2 separate regions of the Sus scrofa genome follow, and region 1 is linked to region 2. The links are chromatin contacts, called in public promoter capture Hi-C maps. All regions are on one chromosome and are shown on one strand. Each heading gives the region's core, a stretch centred on a gene start, on an enhancer-like site or on the middle of the called end of the contact. The rest is flanking DNA. Distances are from core to core; before and after follow the strand shown. Region 1 holds the start of DCAF8 (DDB1 and CUL4 associated factor 8). Region 2 holds the start of USF1 (upstream transcription factor 1).

Evidence for each region. Promoter capture Hi-C pulls out the DNA fragments that hold promoters and counts their contacts.
Region 1: a promoter capture Hi-C map of liver shows a contact between it and region 2, with 3 times the contacts expected there. The contact joins the promoter of DCAF8 here to the promoter of USF1 in region 2. A contact is called at or near these places in 1 of 5 promoter capture datasets (liver) and 1 of 2 datasets of contacts at active chromatin or transcription factors (alveolar macrophages).

The regions. Positions count from the first base shown.
Region 1 is chr4:90,213,379-90,216,207 of Sscrofa11.1, forward strand. It overlaps DCAF8 (DDB1 and CUL4 associated factor 8), which reads left to right and starts at 1,540. Exons shown (of 13, transcript NM_001244434.1): 1 at 1,540-1,695.
Region 2 is chr4:89,393,873-89,396,572 of Sscrofa11.1, forward strand. USF1 (upstream transcription factor 1) reads left to right here and starts at 1,323. Exons shown (of 11, transcript NM_001190245.1): 1 at 1,323-1,413. ARHGAP30 (rho GTPase-activating protein 30) reads left to right here. Exons shown (of 11, transcript XM_021089545.1): 11 at 1-318.

The DNA.
Region 1 (2,829 bases), core at 290-2,789, 820 kb after region 2:
GTAACTGTTGGTGGCATAAATGAAAGAATGGTAGGGCATTAGTTACTTTGTATTCTGGCCCTCTTGGGTGTTGGGGTTACAAAGATGAAACAGACATAGTCCCTGCCCTTATAGAGCTTATATTCTAATAGTACAGTTAGATTACAAATACATACTTATCAGAGTTCCTGCTGTGGTGCTACGGAAACAAATCTGACTAGTATCCATAAGGGTTCGGCTTTGATCCCTGGCCTTGCTCAGTGGGTCAGAGATCTGGCCTTGCAGTGAGCTGTAGTGTAGGTCGCAGACACAGCTTGGATCCCTCATTGCTGTGGCTATGGCTATGGTTGGCAGCTAAAGCTCTGAATCGACCCCAGCTTGGGCACCTCCATATGCCACAGATATGGTCCAAAAAAAAAAAAATCTCCCATAAAAATGTAATAATAGATTAAATGTTATGGTAAAAAAATTATGAAAAAGTACAGAGTTAGAGGACAGAGAAGGATGGTAGTGCAGGATACCATTTTAGTTGGAATAGTTAAAAGCTGATTGAGGAAGTAGCCTTTGGGTAGAGATGTAATTAAATGGACAGAATGAGTCTAGTAAAAAATACCGTAGATGAACATTCCAAGAAGAGGGAACAAGTACAAAAGCCCTCAGGCTGTCCATGCTTTGGTTGTAGTGACAAGAAGAAGACCAGTAAGGCTAGAGCAGAGCTAGGTAGTATGGGAGGAAATGAAATCGGAGAAATAAGTGCCATGTCGTGTAGGGCCTTCCTCGGAAAACCTCTTGATCATTTAGATTTTTAATGTACAATGAGAAGCTTTCGGAGGTTTTGAGCATAATACTATGACCTGGCTTACGTTTTAAAAGGTCACTCTGGGTCCTTTATTTAACTAGTAGGGCAATGATGGAAGTGGACAAACCAGCTAGGCATCTCTTGCAATAGTCTAAGTAATATATAATGACATAATAGGATGGTTAGCGGTAGAGGAGGTTACCAGGGGCCTCACACCCTAGCCTTCTGGGCAAAACGCCCCTGGCCCGGCAACTGGGAGTAACTTTTTCAGGGGCCTCCTGCATGCTTCCTTCAGATGTCAGACAAGCAGAGGGTACATCATCTGTCCCAGTCTTTGGAACCTTCGACACACTACCCCCCTTCAAAGAGCTTCTTGAATAGCTTAGCTGCACCTCAAGCTTCTAAATCCCTTCTTTAAAAATGGGTAAATGGAAGCTCGGGGCGGGGCGGGGGGGGGCGGTAAATGGGTCTCGAGGGTAAAGCAAGCACTTAAGATCCTCAAAGGAAATGGAGTTTTCAGAAGAAATCTGGAGAAAACTGCTTGTTCAGAAACAGGGCAAACATGAAGGTCGCCCAGGAGTTTGCCTGCAAACCCGTCAGAAATGAAGTTGATTTAAACCACAACTCTGAAAGGCCTTTAACTCTATTTAAGTATCACGAGGATCGTGAAGTCTTCCAAACAGTACAAAAACAACTTCGCCTTCTCAGTAATGCGCACGCGCCGCCCGCTCCGTTTTCCGTTGGGCTTAGGCCCGCCCCCTATGCGTCCTCGGTGGAGGGTTGGGAGCCGAGAGCTCGCGCGACCACTTTTCCCTCAGTCTTCTCCAGCACATCGTCGCAAACGGGGCCGGAAAGCGTGGCAGCGCAGGCGCAAGCGCAGAGAGCGGAGGCGGTGGTGGTGGCGGCCGCTGGCCAGTGTAAGATGGCGGCGGCGTTGGTGGCGGCAGTGGACGGGGCGGCTGGGCCTGGAACAGTCGGAGCAGCCGCTGGCAGAAGGATGACCCAAGACGGGAAGCGGGCTGCAGAGTCTCGCCGGCTCCCGTGCTTGTAACTGCCCCAGCCGGACACCCCCCCCCTTTGACCTACCCGGTCCGTGTCTCGTTCCGGCTTGGCCTGGCCCCCTCCCCCTTGCCCCGTTCCCCTTTAAGATAGGTTTGACTGCTTTCTCGAGCTCCCAGGGCTCAGGTCTGCTCCTTCTGACCCGAGTCACCGCCGGGAGGAGTGGCTGTCCTTTTCGCAGGTCAGCCCCACGGCTGCCCCCAGGAGCATGCCCCGCAATCCACGGGGACGTCTTGCCTTGTCGGGTGACCCATTTGTGTGCGCTTTTCCCCTTTAGATTGGGGGACGCGGCTTGCCCTGCGCTTCCCCGTCATCTCAGGGCCACCGCGCTGTGTGCCCCCTCCCCCATCCCGAGTTCTCGGGCCCAGCACCTTGTACGGAAGGCCGAGGTCCAAGAACCCTGGAGTCAGTTGTTGCCGTCTGTTCCTGTACCCTTGTAATGTAATTCCCTTCACCCCTAAATCTTTCAGGGCACCGTAGAACGGTCCCATTTGGTCCCTGTTAGTTGGAAAGCATCTAGTGGCTTGAATTTCTGACTCATATGATTGTTGCTGGAGTCTCTGTAAACAAACCGGCACTAGCGCTATCACGTTCTCTCCGGGATTTCCCCCTGCTCTGTGGCTTGTTGAGAGGTTTGGTTATGGGTTGGCGTTGAAAAGATTCAGGTTTTCCTTTTAAATGACTTACGTTTTAGTGGAGCTGGGAGATTACTTGCCTGGTTCATTTAATTTCTGTAACTACGTAAGTTACTTGTTCAGTAGTCATAAATTACCGTGCTTCTAAATAGTCCTGAGGAGGTCTAAAAAAGTACTAACATGTATTCATAAATATGTTTTTATTATGTTTAGTTGAAGAGGCACCCTTGCCATTTAAACTTTAACTTTTCTTAGTCCTTCAGTGAATCTACAGGCCTATTTTCTCAGGAGCTCAGCCTGGCCCTACTTCAGTGATAAAGGAGGAAAGGTGAGTAGGAGTTGAAGGCATTTAAATTC
Region 2 (2,700 bases), core at 73-2,572:
TCTACTTTGGGGCTGTTAAACGCCTCCTGCTCCTCAGCTTAGGAGGAACATGTCCAAGAAACTTTTTGAACCCTGTAGTATTTGTTGGAGGGACAGGCTCCCTTCCTAGCTCCCCTACTTTCTGCCTCCCTGCATCTCAAGACAGAGAGGTCTTGTACAGATCTCTCTGCCCTCTTCTTTTCCCTTCGGAATAACTTCCTATTTCAGGGAAGGGGAATGATGTCACTTACACCCTGGGACTACTTGTCTGGATAGGCTGGGGGCCACGAATCCCAAGGGGCAATGTCTCATAATAAAAGTTGTATTTTTACACGTAAATAGTGTGGAGTTTCATTACTCTTATTAAAGTCTTGAGTGACAGGTATCATATTTTCAAATATTTGACCATTCGTTGTCTTTTCTGCTTTTATTGTTTGGGTGCTCTTCCTCAGTTGTTGCCATAGAGACCTGCGGCTGGAAACTAGAGCTGGGTTCATGGTGGTCAGGAAATGCGGAAGAGAAACTTATATTTGCATAATGCTCATTATGTGCCAGTAAAGGCTAGGTATTCTATGTGCACATAGTCTATGCTCCTGATTTTTCTGAATCCACTTAATAATTCTAAAAGGTTGGTACAGGTAAATCCATTTCACAGATGAGGAAACTAAATTAAGTCAAAAGGTTTGCCAAAGGTTTCAGAGCCAAGAAGTGGCAGAGTTAGGTCTGAGACCCGAGTTTGTCTGGCTCCAGGCTCTGAACTCGTCTCATTACCGCCCCCGCAACTTGAGGGTAGGTCTTGACTGAAAAAGAATGGGAATCAAGATGCCTCTCCCAGAAACTGTGAGCCTCTCAAAAACTGGAAGCCCTGGAGGGTCTTTAGGTGCCTTCTAACCCTAATACAAATAAGTATATCCAGATCTATTTATACCAGCTATGTCCTAATGTCTAATAAGCAACCACAAACAGGTATACTGATCCAAGATGGCCTCCCAAAGAGCCCTTGTTAAAGATGGCGCCTCCATCCGATGTCCCTCGCTTGATCCAAGCTGGCCTCTCTCACGCCCTTCTCCTGGAGCTAAAAAGGCCCTGTCCAGCAGAAAAATAGTAGCACCAAGTTAGTCGTCTTTCTTCCGTCCTTGCTAGAGCGACTAGGACTTCAGTGTCATTCTCCAAGGATCCCCGGTCGTGGCTTCTTCCCCACCCCAGCAACACCTCCAACACGCTCGCATCCTTCAGCCCCCGGCAAGATGGAGCGAACGGAAGTGGGGCAGCACAGAGGCTGTGTAGGCTGGGCGGACGGGAGGAGACACTTCCGCCCCTCACCAACATGGCTGTGAGCCGGTAGTGCGCATGATCAGCTGTCCAAGGAGCTACCCGAGTCGAGAGAGGGAGAACTCGGTCCAGGGAAATAGGAGCCTGCGGCGGCCTTGGCTGGTGAGTGCAGGACCCGACGAGAGTCTGGAGACTGGGTGGGCAGGCGGGGGAGAGCAGCTTCGATTTTATTTCCGTTTTTTAGGTCCAGAAACTCCTGGGGCGGAAGCTTTTGTTTGGAGGGAGGGGGCCGTGCCTGATCTTTATCTCCTACCCCCTTTTGTGGGCCGAACTCACTCCCCGCCCCCGGGCGCGCTCTCCTTCGATGGCAGCCGCGGGCCGCGGGGCCAAGACCACGGGATCCGCTGAACCCCCGGCCTCAATTCCTGCCTCTGCGGAGCAGCGGGGTCTCGGGATGTGACGGGCCGGGCTGGACGGGTCACGGCGCGGGCTCCTGGGCTCGCGCCCGACCGGCGCTCAGCTCTTAAGCGCCTACTGCTTGATGGGCCTGCAGGGAGACGCCGCATTCTCAGGCAAGGTCTAGGCGCCAGCCTTCTTTGGGGACTTGATTATTTTCCCTTTGTGTCCAGACTTAGCCAGGGCTCTCCCCCCCCCCCCTTTGCCTGAGCGTGCACGCTACGACATCCTATCCCACTTTCCTGTCGCATACCCCTAACGCTCAGGAAATGCTTCTGGATGCCCTACTAAGATTTGAATAAGTATCTTGACCCCGTTGCTGGGCGTCCTCAGAGGCTGCCCCGGCTGACAGCTGTGGGCCATAGAGACGCCTCCTCTGCCCTGCCCTCTTGTTTCATTGCTTCCTTCTGCTGTCAGCGCAGCAAGCTTCAGAGGGGCACTTCCTCCGTACGTTCGAGGATGGAGAGGTAGGTGGTCCCGAAATACTGGTGCTACTTCCCCCTTAGGGACCGGATCTTAATTGCAGCGCTACTTGCTCCGGACAGTTTCATTTTCAGTTCCTTTTTTTTTCTTTTTTGTGAACACTTTGGATATGGGCTTTCCATGACTTAACCGCTGAAGATAAAGGTTTGGGAGACCCTTACAGGTAGAGAACTTAAAAAAATCTTACCCCTTTCCTGTCGGGATTACTTATTGCTTTGTACTATATTGCTATTTCTTTCTAGAGGCATCTGTCTTCTCAGCCCTTTGTTTTTCCTGCCGCCGCCACCCTCACTTACCCCCACTGGGTGTCAGGGTCTTTTTTTTTTTTTTTTTTTTTTTTCTTTTGGCCTAGCAGGGGGTGGGGGCGGGCATGTGGAAGTTCCCAGGACGGGAGTTGAACCCGCACCGCAGCAGCAGCCCAGGCCACTGCAGTGACAACTGCTGCTGGATCCTTACCGCTGTGCCGCAAGAGAACTTCAGTGTCAGGGTTGTAAGGCAGGCACCTCTTAG